2 separate regions of the Zea mays genome follow, and region 2 is linked to region 1. A link is a contact called in public Hi-C data. All regions are on one chromosome and are shown on one strand. Each heading gives the region's core, a stretch centred on a gene start, on an enhancer-like site or on the middle of the called end of the contact. The rest is flanking DNA. Distances are from core to core; before and after follow the strand shown.

Evidence for each region. A called contact is a pair of places that touch in the nucleus more often than the background predicts.
Region 2: a Hi-C map of ear shows a contact between it and region 1, with 2.4 times the contacts expected there. The contact joins the promoter of LOC103654934 here to the promoter of LOC542618 in region 1. A contact is called at or near these places in 3 of 25 Hi-C or Micro-C datasets (bundle sheath, ear and tassel).

What each region holds. Positions count from the first base shown.
Region 1 is chr4:246,681,924-246,689,017 of Zm-B73-REFERENCE-NAM-5.0, forward strand. LOC542618 (Rho-related protein from plants 2) reads right to left here and starts at 3,149. Exons shown (of 7, transcript NM_001112145.2): 1 at 2,671-3,149; 2 at 1,381-1,468; 3 at 1,164-1,273; 4 at 808-871; 5 at 160-224; 6 at 1-29. The coding sequence starts at 2,769. LOC542656 (bifunctional protein FolD 4, chloroplastic) reads right to left here. Exons shown (of 5, transcript NM_001308477.1): 3 at 6,322-6,558; 4 at 6,068-6,235; 5 at 4,575-5,298. The coding sequence ends at 5,128.
Region 2 is chr4:246,941,686-246,948,779 of Zm-B73-REFERENCE-NAM-5.0, forward strand. LOC103654934 (terpene synthase 2, chloroplastic-like) reads right to left here and starts at 3,074. Exons shown (of 7, transcript XM_008681740.2): 1 at 2,785-3,074; 2 at 2,441-2,678; 3 at 1,940-2,327; 4 at 1,641-1,859; 5 at 1,370-1,508; 6 at 998-1,246; 7 at 308-855. The coding sequence starts at 3,051. The coding sequence ends at 580. It overlaps LOC100192883 (RAD1 DNA repair protein homolog), which reads right to left. Exons shown (of 14, transcript XM_035967571.1): 11 at 6,042-6,509; 12 at 5,706-5,938; 13 at 5,326-5,552; 14 at 4,622-5,239.

The sequences.
Region 1 (7,094 bases), core at 1,899-4,398:
GCGCCTATTTGCTTTCTTAGCTCCTCTCCCTATAGATAACCATGTGTTAGACAACAGTAACTCGACACGAGGCAAATCAGGACAAACTTGACTACCATCTCAAAGCATTTATGTAATACTCGTAGAGCAAACAGGGCAGTAAACCACCTGTAACCATACCTGAGCAGTAGTGATAGGGACAGCACCAGGATGGTCCACAAAGAACTGCTTGTCGTCTCGAAGATCTGCCAATGAAATGTGCATTGTGAAAATATAAGGATGTGCAGCTTGCAACCTGAGGCTTTATGCTACCCGTGGGTTCACGCACATGTTGTGCCACTAGTTAAATATAATAAGCATTGTAAGAACATAGAAGGAGCAAAATCAGTGAACCCAACAGGAAAAATAGCAAACTGAGGGACGGCATTACCTGTTGCATTGGTTGTCAATAACAGGAAGTACAGTCAATTCAAACAGGTATATTTATAATATTTTGTAAACCAGGTAGGATCCCTGCTTTTATATTTGTTCAGAAAAAAGGTTTTACAGAGTACTGAGCTTACCAGTTCACCAAATGCACAAATGCAAATTCAGGCAACAACACGAGCGACAACTACTCTATCCATGCTTATATCGTGTACAGATTTTTGTCATCATGTGATATTATAACATCATTGCCAAATTCATGCACTATTATGATAAAAACAACTGCCAAATGTGATCCTATCTAACCGAAAGTCCAATCAATTGATCTATCAGAAACTAGCATAATCAATTTTGCAAGCACCGAAGGTTGGATTTCAAAAAGAAGGACCGAATCATTCTTACCAAGCTTTGTCCCTACGAGAATAATTGGCACACCAGGTGCATAATGCTTCAGTTCAGGTATCCACTGAAAATAGAAGGGGTTCAGAGTCAGCAAACAAAAAGTTTGGGAGCCATCTATATTAATCCTATTCAAAAATGGATTTTGGAGAACTGTTTCAGTACACATTTAGTAATTTGTTTCACTGAGAAAAAAGTAATCACTCTGAATATGGTCAAGCCAGAAGCAATGAATTTTATCATATAATCAGCTAAATGAAGACTGTAAGGTAAATGAGCTAAAAACAAGCATTTCCAGAGGACGCTGGACTAAAGAAAACACAAAGCCAAATAATAGAAAATAAGAATCAGAGCCTTGCCTTCTTCGAAACATTCTCATAGCTGGCCTTACTGATCAGTGAGAAAGCCAGAAGAAAAACATCAGCTCCACGATAGCTCAGTGGTCTCAGTCTGTTGTAATCCTCTTGACCTGCGGCAGTTGCAAAGATGAAGTTCAACCATTTTGATAAACAAGGAAAAAGGATATGCACAAAGGGGGGAAAAGCATCAAAGTAACAAAATAGGATAGCTGGTCACCTGCAGTGTCCCAGAGGCCGAGGTTGACAGTATTACCATCAACCACAACGTTGGCACTGAAGTTATCAAACACTGTCGGAACATAGTCCTGGCAAAAGAGCAATGGCGACAACAGTAAGTGTACTGCATGTATCACTAAAAGTGCAACTAATTCATAAACCAGAAAAATAGGCAAAGGACAGTGGGAGAGGACAAGAGGGTATGAATGAAGGCACATCGCACGCCACTGTAAATTCAAAGAAACTAAAAAGTTTGTCTGAATGTCTGAGGATAACCCTACAAAATAATACACTAGACCCTCCACAAGCATGGGGGGCGGCGGTCCACAGTGGTCCTCCGGATATACTAGCCCATGGTCACGCTAATACTCAGGGCTCCAAGCTAACCTACTGCAAGGCACGGCTGAAAATCAAAATCACATCTTTCGAGAGAGAAAATCCAATGCAATGGGTATAGACACATAGTACTCTGATACATAGTCAAAAAAAAATTCTTGAAAGAGATGTTTTCTATTGGAAAATGAGAGGGCATGCGTAAAAAAATCCAGTGATATGGATATACCACACTGGTACAGGGCCAAAAAAAAAGTTATTTCAAAGAGATATTTCGTATTGGAAAAGGTGGAGGGGGCACGCGTGAAAAGCTAGCGACACTCTTGGTGCAACAACCAGTGTGGAATTGCGTAAAGTGAGGCAATGGCAATCCATTTCACCAACCATACGGAAGGCGTGACTTCCAGGGCGAGGGTACAGGGCAGGCAGGCGGGCAGGCAGGGTAAACTTAAAAAGAGGTCGAGAAAGTGATCTCGGTCTGGTTGATGAAACGGATCGAGGCGGGGTGCAGCAGGGAAAGGGAAAGCGAGCAGATTTGCAAGGGAATCTACATTTCCCCAGGTTTCTTAGAAACTGTAACGGTAATTTCTACACGAGCGAGGCAATTCCTGCAAACCCAGCGCGCTGAAGAGGCCGTTTTGGGTCTGATTTGAGAACAGCGCAGGAGAAGATGAGATCCCCTTTCGGTTTCCTCCAAAACCAACGGGCAGCTGGCGTGGTACTGGTACGCGACCGACCGAACCCTAATAATAATTACAAAAACGAAAAGTTGGCACAGCCGCATTGTCGTGACCGGGGCGGAATTGACGAGCGCGGGGCGAATCGGGGGGAATTCCCACCGAATCCAACGCCCCAGATCGATCAAGAACGCCGTCGCAATTCAAAATCCCGGACCGGGACCCCCCAAAAAAAAATGAAACCTCTCCAGCGGAGCAACAATGAGGAGGAAGGAGCGTACGGTGGGGAAGGTGTTGGAGGTGTAGGAGATGAGCATGCAGGTCTTGCCGACGGCGCCGTCCCCGACCGTGACGCACTTTATGAACCTGGACGCGCTCATCCTCTTCCGCCCTCCCTCTCGCTACGGGGGTGGCTGGGGGGAGAGAGAGGCCTCCTAGGTGGTCTTGCTCGTACCTCCTGCTGGTCGTCTGAAGAAGATAGGCGGTGGAGGAAAGGGGGGCGAGCGTCTGGTTTGAGGGAGGAAGAAGGGGGAGAGGAAGCCGGGTGGCGGGTGGTTAAGATCGGGAGGGAGGGGAGCCGCGGACAAATGGAGGGAGGCGCGGGCGAGGCGGGAGAGGGTTGCGGAGGCGGAGGGAGGGAAGCGGTCTCCGCGCCGGGACGGTGGGTGCTAGTGGTGGTGGGGAGGGGAGGGTAGAGTGGGTGGTGGTGGCCCGGCGCGGTGGTGGGTGGGGAGGGAAGGAAGGAGAGAGAGAGAGAGAGGGGTGGCCACGGTGTGCGCGCGCATCATTTCCTTCTTTATTATTGCACTGCCTCTGCCTGCCAAACTTGCCCCCGTGTATTATTAGGTTATCATCAAGCCTAATCCACCGCATATTTAAAACTCTAAAGTAAGGGCATGCTTGTTTTCTCGCAGAATTATAGTATAATCCAGTTTATTTTATAAAGATTATATAATCCAGCCTACTATAGATGTTTGTTTAAATAAAAAATTAGTGGGTAAAATGTTAGACAATAATCTATAATAAGCATCTATAAAAAGCTTTATAAACTCGTGTTTACCAAGTTGCTAAATAGTTATTGGAATTAGAAAAGCAGTTTAATCTCTGATAGTTCATGATATTTACAGAGTAATTAAATTTTGAATCTAGTTTTAGTAGGCCTGCTCCCTTCGGATCTGGCTGACAATAGGGTCGAGAGCATATAAATGTCGAGGGTGAAGAACAAGGCCGGTAGTGCATGACATGTGGGGGAGCGATGGTTCGGCGGCGCGGCCTATGGGGTGGCAGTGGACTGACGATGGAAAATAAGCTTTGTGTCATACCTAGTGCTGTGCGGGAAATGGAAAAAAAAGAGTGCGTCGAATTTAGCTACTATGAGATCGACGTTAACTGTGTTTAGAAAGTTTTTATCCGATTGCCAAACTTGAAAAGTAAATTGGATTGGATAGGGAGTAATTAAATTTAGCAAGCTTATTAATTTAGAGAACTATTGGAGACGTGTTTTTTTTGTTCACTTCTAAATTTTAAAATTTAGAAGTTGTTTAGAGAACTATTGTAGTCCACACTCTAGTAGGATTAGTGTTGTTACTGTTGTCACGCTATCTCAGTTTTTTTTCTTGTTGATTTATCAATATTATATTCACCGGTTGCGATGAGATTGTTCACGCTCTACTCTAGGAATATCATAATATCGCAGTGCCGATACTTTCGTACGTCAGGCTAAATAACGCATGCTTCCAAGTGACGTTTATTCAGCAACGGAAAAGCCAATGTGGCAGTACCATTTCCCAAAAAAATGTTGCTTTGCTTAACTGCTATCAACTGCCCTCCTACTGTCTCTCGTCCTCTTGATCATGTCTGCTCCCTAATCATCACGCCATTTCTCCTTCCATACGCGTCTTCCAGTGTATATATATTTTTATCTTAACGTGCCTTTCATTTGGGGTCACTACTCACTAGCACTTTTAAGAGTGCATTCTCGCTTCTATTTTCTAATGAACGCCAGTCTAGCACTTTTAAGAGTGCATCTCGCTTATATTTTCTAATGAACGCGACAGTGTGTGTTTGGTTGGATATACATGAAAGAGTATAAGGGAACGACTATAATTTCTATAGTGTTTAGATGAGATTCACATAGGAACAAGTTAAATACCGAAGTAGTTTTTAATAGCGACGTAATCCAAAAAAATCGAAGAGACAGTGTCACACCCGTCTCATCACACTTTAACCTCAAACCAAACACATACTCGCTCAACCAACTGCTACTGCGTTTAGGTGGCCACCAAATACACCAGCATGCGTGTGCAGTGCAGTGTACCACACACACAAAAAAAAAAACGGGGGCAGACAGACAGACAGACAGCTAATGAAATCGGGGATCCAACTGGACAGATCAGGCATTATCCCACGTCGACAACGGCACCCACCAGTCACAGCCACAGTCACTCACAACACAGGTACCCTGATCATGGCATGGAGACAAGTTTCTGCTGATCCGGTCGGATGCGTGCGGCAGAATTCATCCAAGATTTACTGGCACCTCAGATTCACCTGGTGCCATATTTTTATCAAGCACAATACCCTAACAAAGTGTCAAGCTGGGATTTCCCATCTCATCTGCGTCAAAATTTATTTAATTATTTATTTATTTTTTCCCTACGACCCCTGCACTAGTCTGGCTTGGCTGGCAGGGCCAACGCCTTCGCTTCTCTCTGCTGGACGGACGGTGGGTGCGGCGGCTACTTGAATCCGTGGATCCGTCTAGCCGACTCGAGCGTGTTCGACAGAAGCATCGCGATCGTCATCGGCCCGACGCCGCCTGGGACCGGCGTGATGGCTCCGGCGACCTTGGAGGCTTCCTCGTAGCAGACGTCCCCGACGAGCCTGTACCCGCGGGGGCTCTCTGGGTCCTGCGTCATCATTCCAAATCACACTGGTAAGCAAATCAAATCGCCAAGGGAGTTGCATGGAGACACAATCACACAAGGAGCTAGGAGAAAAGAGACGGTGCTTGCTACTATGATATGCAGAACACAGCTCGGATGTGACAGCATGCAGAACCAGGCTCATGGAACATGAGAGCCATGTTTAAGAGTATTGTCTGATTGATCATCACTTGCTGCACAAGCGTATAATGAAAACTGGGCAAAACTTCGCCTGGAACACTCTAACATGGGGCTCATAAATTTAAGAAGCCGGTTTCAGTATTAATAAATGGATTCTCACTGGGGATTGGGGAGGGGACCATGGTCCTGGTCGATTAAAGTTCTGTGAATCTCAGGTCCTGAACCAGACAAAGTAATAAAAAAACCCAAGGTGCCATGTGCGACAAACAAATAACTTCCTAATAACCTGTGCAGGAACACACCAGTATCCCTGTAGGTCACACTCACACTAACATACTGAAATTCAAAGAGACCATCTACCATTGGGACATTTGCATTTGAAGGTCGCATTCAGCATTAAATGAACAGGACTGAACAAAAACGAAGGTGTTAAGAACAAGAATTAGGCATTTTGATTTCAACAAAGTTATGTCAGGCCACAGAAGAAACCCAAAAAGAGCCACACGGATCCAAAAAAGGGGGCATAGAAATAACATAAAATAGCAATATAGCACTACAGGGTAGTGGTTATTTAAGAAGGATGCCGGGAAGAAGAAAAAAAAGTGAGTCTTACATCAACTGGATTGATGCCAACATCAATAATAGTAGCTCCAGGCTTTATCCAATCCCCTCTGACCAAGTTGGCGACTCCAACAGCTGCGATGACTATATCTGCCTGTCTCGTTATTTGCTCAGGGTTCTTGGTTTGTGAATGAACAATGCTGACAGTTGCATTTGCTTTCTGATGATAATCATATACAAAGAAAGATTAATCAGACTCTTTAACAAGGCTGTTTAAGCTATTTGAAATAAAGAGCTAGCTCATACTTGCAACAACAATGCAGCAGGCGTTCCAACAATATTGCTTCGTCCGATCACAACAGCTCTCTTCCCTTTAATTTCAACTCCGTGTCGGTGTAGCAACTCCATGCATCCTTTCGGGGTGCAAGGTACAAAGAACGGATCTCGGCCTTGCATTGCAAGCCGTCCGATGTTCAGCGGATGAAAGCCATCAACATCCTTTTCAATACTGACCGCATTCAGAATGTTCTCATCATTCATATGCTGCAAAACGATTTCACAACAGACATGTGAATGTTTGGTGGGCAAGAAACCATTCACTACTTTATACTAACAGCAATCAATACTTTATCAGCATTTGCATGTTCCAACTTATTATCTAGCATCGGATAGCACATATGCATGTAACAAAGTTCTAGCATCTACATAAAGCAATGATTATCATAAGACTGGTGACAACCAACTCAGGAAACCACAGAATCCATGATATTATACAGTGTACCATTGCAAAAGTTGCCGGAGGGCTACGTTTAACGCTTCTTTCAGGACATAAGAAATGTTATTCAGTAAGACAAGCAAAGAAGCATATCGTGCACCATAGGAAAATTCTACCATTTAAGAATACTGAGCTGGGTGTGTCATGAACAAAACATGTTACCCTGGTATGCCATATACTGTCTAGGTCGGTAATCATTAAGAGGCAAAATAAAGTAGTAAAACATAAATATTCTGGTTGGTGGTTACTAGAAGCAGAATTGTAACTCTAGGTTCCTATCATATGGGTTACATATACTACCCAA
Region 2 (7,094 bases), core at 1,824-4,323, 260 kb after region 1:
TGAAAGAAAAAAAAACTTTATTACAACAGAACAATATTTTACAAGACCATACACACTTTTCTATTAGGGTTAGTTAGAAAACTTAAATTATTTGGGATCCCTAGGATGAGCAATCCTAGGGTATCATTTGACTAAGATATTTAGTTATTTATGGGAGGTTTTCCCTCTCTAGCTAGTTTTATATTCCTTTGCTTCCAAACTAACCCTTATAGTGTCTAAATTAGCACCCACACCTTTGTCTCTATATTGGACTGATGTGGTAGCTGTGAGACATCATGCATGGTAACCTTTCCATGTGTCATATTTGTGGGGACTTATACACAGCTCTTACTTGTGTTGCATATTTCAATATTACATTTTTTTCAAAAAATATAGTGCTATCGTACATTATTATTACATTGGTAGATATGGATCATTGTGGTGGCGACCTTGGACCGTTGCAGATCAAAGGCAGATGTGTCTTTTCCACCATAGATTCAAGATGGATGCCACACCTACCTCTAACCTTGTCCTCGGCAGTAGTGATGGCAAGATCCATCCCTGCACGTTGTCTCACATGTATGTCCATGGAGCAAAGCTTCAAAGTATCAACATCCTTGCATAGTCCTCAAGGACAAGAAGCCTTTGTTCCTTGTTGTATGAGTACATGACACTGATCATTCGCGCGGCGTTCAAGCAGACGTGTGTGAAGCTAGAGGAGAAGGTCCTCTTGCATAAGCACTCCCTATTGAGCTCCTCCCACTCCCTTGCGATCAAGCTACGCATATGTGCTTCCGCATCGCTACGGCTGCATCTAGGGTTCTCCATGAGGTAGAAATCCCTATAGGAACCATCGAATCCTTCCTGAGCTTCATCCTGCAAGTCCATGCATGCATGAACAGAAGTGCTAGCTAAAGCTAGGTTTGCTGCTAAATATTATTACAGGCAGACTTGGAAATTTTGATGTGCAAATTAAAGGTGGAAAAAATTGACAAGTAGTACTGTATGCTCAACTAACCTCTGCACTGCCCATGTCATCCCAAAGCCGGAGGATCTTGGCTGGGCAAGAGATGACAGAGGGCATGTGGTCAACGAGAGCTTGGGTACTTTGATCATCGTCACACCCTAGCATGATGAATATGTGTACAAATGTGAGCGGCACTCCTGATGTGACAACACCATTCGTCAGGTAATCCTCTGCAGTAGGAACCTTATCAGTTGCTAGCCATCTTGCCTCGACCATAAATCCATCAAACAACGCTGCCCACTGCAGAGAAAATATGGTGGAAATAAATTCTAGGAATTGTTCACCGTACGTGTGGTTTCATGCAAATCAAATTGAAGAAGTGTATTCAAGATAAAAGTTTTTAGCTAGTAGCGCACATCATACTGCTTTTCTAAGATGATTAACATGGTTCAATCCATGCTCCTTTTCGGCCGTATCCGCTATCTCATTTGTGACGGTGTAAAGAGCCTTGTAGCATGATCTCATGTAGCTAGGGAGTGACTCTGCAGCCGTGCTGTTCCACCTGCCAATCAATTGCATGCAATTTTAGAGACCATCATTATTGTTTTACATTAACTATTATATATATATATATATATATATATATATATATATATATATATATATATATATATATATATTAATTGAAGCTTACATTTTGACTGCCTCTGCAAAGAGGGAGAGCTCATCTAGTGTGGCAACAAGGTCAAATATGTCGTCGACGACATAGACGAGCGCGATGATCTTGGTGATCTGAACCCGGTGTCTGGAGAAGGAACGTCCTTGGAGCGCTGTCATGGACCACATGTACCATTTCAGCACCTGGTCCCTCACCACAGGTATTTCTTGAACCAATCCTAGCTCCATCCACCATCTGCGCATCAAACAACAACATTATAATTATATATAGCTAGCACACAAGATCGATGAGCTAGCAGCACTGAGTTTGCGTACCTTTTAATGGCCTGCATTTCTTTCTGATGCAGCGATCTGTTGAGCTGGAACTCTGCAGCCACTAGTCTCTCGAGCGCGGTGTCTCTGACGGGCAGGCTCTGGAGGTAGGCGAGGTGGTGCCGAGCCTTGTACTGCGTGAGGCTCAGGTGGTAGGGGTGGTCAAGCGACTGTCTCACGTACTCGCCAAGGCTTGGCTCCAGGTACCTGACGGCAGAAGCGAGGTGGTGGCGCGAGAACACTCTTGCCTTGCAGAGCAACTCCTCCCCTCCCATGTCCAGGTGAGACATGTCGTGCAGGCTCAGCAGCCCTCTGATGTCCTTGCTGAGATCGAGCCTGAACTCGCCGCCGCTGTCGTCGTCGTCAGTGAACCTCCGTAAAACATCATCTGCTGGTATGTGCAGTGCCGTGCAGCCATGCATGTTCAGTCGTCGTCGATCGACCGTAGACATCATCATGCATGGATGGATTTGTGTTTAATAATTAGTGTGTTGGATCGATGACCTGCTGAAACGCCATGGCCGGCCTCTCTGAGGAGCCTGAAGGCAAGCGTCGCGTCGAAGAGATCGTCGCTGTGGATGAGACCCATGCAGCAGGCACCCATGGCGCGCTCGATCTCTTCCTGGAAGTAGTGGTCGATGCAGAGGCGCTTGAGGTTGTCGACGGTGACCATCATGTCCCTGCTGCTGCAGCCACTCTTCTGACGTTGACGGAGAACATTTCGTACGTCCGTCAGGCCCTCCTGCACGCAGTAGGTCCGTCATATATAGGTGCATGTTCCAGCCACGCATGTTACGTGCGACTACTGTGAAGAAAAAAAAAAATCGAAGTAGAGACTAGAGAGGTACCCGGAGGTCGAAGTCGTCATTGCGGAGCAGCGGCAGCGTGTTGGCCGCCGCCGAAGAGCGGGTGACGATGGAATCGCCACGGTGGCGGCCTCCTCGCCGGCTGTTGTTTCCATCTGCCGCCGGCGAAGCCAGAGTGGAGAAGGAGAAGATGCATCGTTCAGACATGCTGGTTCCGATCCTCCTAGCAGGAGCAAGAATGCATGTGAGTGATATGCATCGGGGCGTCCGCAGGCCCTCCAAATTTATGTGGTGTGGTGTTGCAAGCATGCAGCTTCTCAACAGCCAGCATATGAACCTGCAGCAGACAGTATCATGTGTCGCTATTACTCACTCAAGCACAAGACCAATCTGGACCTCTCGTTTAATACTAACCTTTGACTGACCACGTGGGATTTTTTTTTCCTGCCAAATATATATGCAGCCACAACAACAACAAATTCAGATGATTTAATAAAACTATGGAAACTTATATTTCTGGTAAATTTTAATATTATAATAAATGGTATATATATGAAGGTTAAGTTTAATTAACTTTGATATTCCCAAACATATTAACTTTGAGTACCTTAGTTTATTCAGAGTATTTATGAGTTTTATATATTTATTTAGATTTATTTATAGTCTATGACCGCCAAATTACATGACTACTGCTGCACACACAACAGCCAAATTAAATGGTCAAGTTCAGGTTGTCCTCTTTTGGCTTGATTATTGCTCCAAACCACACAATGGCGAGCGCCATGTGATTCACGAGCTGCTTGGCTTGTTACGTACCCACACCGTACGTCCATACTACATAGATAGATAGCTCAGTCCAACCTACTCTTGGTTTTAATTTCTAAAGACACCAGACTAAGCGCTTGTTCTTAGACTATTGCTGGGATTCCAACTCCGGCGAGCACCACCATGTGATTCACGGGCCAGCTAAAAAAAACGGTTAAAATTAGCCTATCTAAACAGGATCGTAGCTAATTTATATCCAGCAATTCAACAACGTGCTGGTTCGATGATTGTTGTACTCCTTGAGGCAAGAAAGCGGAATAGCAGGCAGCGTCTGGTGTGCCCACGAAACTCTTGGGTCTTCTGCTCTGGTCCTAGGCCATAACTCGCGGTATATCTCTACTATACTACTATATTTAAGTAAGAATAGTAAGAATTTCTCGAATTTCATCTCAAAAACCTTTTTGGGAAACATAAGATATGACATATAGCATGTCTTATATATCTCCCTCAAAAACCCTGACGAGAAAATAGGAGATATGTCGTGTTTTTGTATTGATAGTCTCGTTAAAAACCTTTTTATAAGAAACCTTTGCGAGTGAAAAAAAAACTCATACAAAGAAAAGAGTACAATATAATGTTTGAACAGTTTATTGTTTATGAGGAGGACTCCCTCTAAACCTTGCAACTCACCGTCATTGTATACCAATTCCATAGGTGTGGTGTAGATATAGACTTATTGAGCAGATCTACGAAGTTATCGCGAGATTTAGTTTTGCAAGATGTTTATATCCAGCTGTTACTATTCTACAGACACTAGCATACAACACTACAAAGCAAAAAATGGTGGGTTAGTTGAGGCAATAACCCTTTGCATTACTGGGTCTCTGAAATAGGCACAATAGTTGGTGGTTTGTGACTATTATCCTTAAAATGTTGGTTGATCTGTCAAATTTACTCTATTATAATTTTATAAAGGATCCCTGTGCACAATTCTACTAGAGAAATACCAGAACACCAGCTGATAACACCATCATATATAGGATGTATTCTGTTGCAGAGTACACATCACAATCGCTACTGCTGCAACTAACATTACAACGAACCAAAATTGAAGGACAGTAGAAAATAAAACTTTGTTGGACTAGCACAGAAGACAAAAGCATCAAGATAGTAGTAATGCAGTATATCTGAAAGATTATGTGAAACATGTGAAATGGAACCTTTTACAGAGAAAAAAGGTCCATAGAAGACCGAAATACAAATAAAAAAAACGCTCCTTACGGAGTGCAGAAATAAACATAAAGAAACAAATCCATGAGAAAGAGGAGTCTTTAGACGACCAGCAAGGGAGCTCCTAAATAGGAGAGACCCTTGACTCCTGCTAGCTCTCAAAGGCTTCTCTCATCATCAGTCTGCTTCAGAGTGCTTCAGGGTTCGAGAAAGGCTGGGGTCTCTCCATCAAACACATATCTATTGTAGTGGTTCCAAATCTTCCAGGCTCCCAAAATGACGAGAGAATCCAGCTTTCTTGACCATTCCCTGCACTGTCTCTGCAGCCCTCTTCCACCACTCCAAGAAGGACGGAACATACACCCTGTAATACTGAAGAAGTAATGGAGGTAGCCAAACGACGCTGGCTTGGTCCTCCAAGCTTTGGGGGTAAATCCTGTTCGTCCACATCTCAAAACCAGAATACGGGGCAAGACAGTTTGCTGAAGGCCACCATATTTTCCTGAGATAAGATTTAAATAAGGCAATTATTGAAAGCCTGACACACAAAGAGCACCCAGTGATGGTTTGGAAAAAAAAGAGGATTACCAAAATTAGCAAAAGTGATTCTGTGAACATTTTGTTGAGATCATCGAGCACCAATAAATTTACTGTATCTGAACCTCTTAAGATTGTATTATACTCCGGCAAACAAGCTCTCTCTGTCTCACCTCAAGTTCCTCAATGAAGCTTAAAACAATGATAAAATTTTTTATGGGTATGAAATCTCCACTGGGACATTGCTCAGAGAGCTTGTAGCCATATGCCTCCAAAAACTGCAATGAAAATTACCATTTTGAACCAAAGATAAATTGAAACACACAAGGGCAATAAAAAAAGATAGCGCATAGCTGAAGTTCAAGACCCAAGCACAATATAGAGATCCTATCGTTTTACAAGTACATATACAAGCGACAGAAAAAACAAACCCTGAAGATTCGTTTCAAATGTTCCTCCTCCGAGGTTACAAGAAGGGTTCTAGCCCACCTTGCTTCAGCTTCCCATGCATCCACATCCTCGTCATCAAAAACATTCGAACCTTCATTCCGTTTTTGACTTACGAAGGTGGCAGAGAAATCAATCAGCTTACTCAACAAAGTGTCACCAGGAGAACATTCTTCCTTCTGAACAAACCATTTTTGAACTACTACTCTCAATGGTCCTAAAGGACACACAATAGTAGTGAGAGCCAATGTTAATACGACGCTGTAGACAATATCAAAGGGCATATTTAAAAAAAGGTTCCTTCTGTCTTGTGTACATACCAATATAATCAGAGAACTCTCGAGGAATTGTGGCAATGAAATGCAGAAGCGGGTTAAGTGGAATTTCAGTGGCATTTATCAGTGATGTTGCAACTTTTATAACCTGTTCACAAACTGCACTAGACTTCAAGTTAACAAGCTGTCTATTCATAACTGTCACAAAATTTCTCGATGAGAGAGATGAAGAGTAGAACCTTTCAGACGATACTTTGGATTAAAGTGTTGTTTACTCCTCTCACTGAGAATCCATAAGACATCTAACAAATCTGTTGGCCTAACTTCTGTAGGTACAGTACACATCCATCACATTTTGTCGCTGCTTTCCCAGATACGGCACATGGCACATCATTTGTCTCTGACTGACGTGTGCATGAAGCAACACAGGATGCAAGAGTCATCAATCCTGCTTGGCAAAATGAATCTTGCTTAGCCGCAGATGCCAGACTCCAAACCAGATGTATGTGGTCACTGTAAAGAAGGCATGCATGCAACAGAAGTGGTTCAGCACCACAATGCGATTGCAAGAGCTCAGCAATTGAAACCAAACCAAACTAAAGAGTACCATATCTGTCGCTAAACAATATAAATAAGCATCCCTTTAAGTCACAAATACAAAGTCCTAACAGCTCAAGCATGTGCGTGTAGGCTAAGCCATTATAGTGCACACAAGGCATTTTCTGTTATCTGTCGCTACAATGATGAAAAGGCAATATTGTGTAATGGAAAGGAGATATTCACTAAGACAAAAATGCAAGAAGATTCATTAGTTAAGCTCCTTTCATGACACAACATATGCATAAACAACCTTTTCGATATATGTAAAGGGAAAATGCTTCACGTACGACTCACCCGTACGACTAGAGTACGACCAACGTAATCTATGGCTGTTGTTGCCTCTTATTCTGAACTAATGAATGATGATTGATGAGTCATTAGATGACTTTAGTCGTACTTGAGTCTACCATTGTAGTCGTACGTGTAGCAGTGCTCTATGTAAAGACAGTAGAAGTTAACAAAAAGTGTATTGCTTTGAACAAAAAAACTCAATTACAC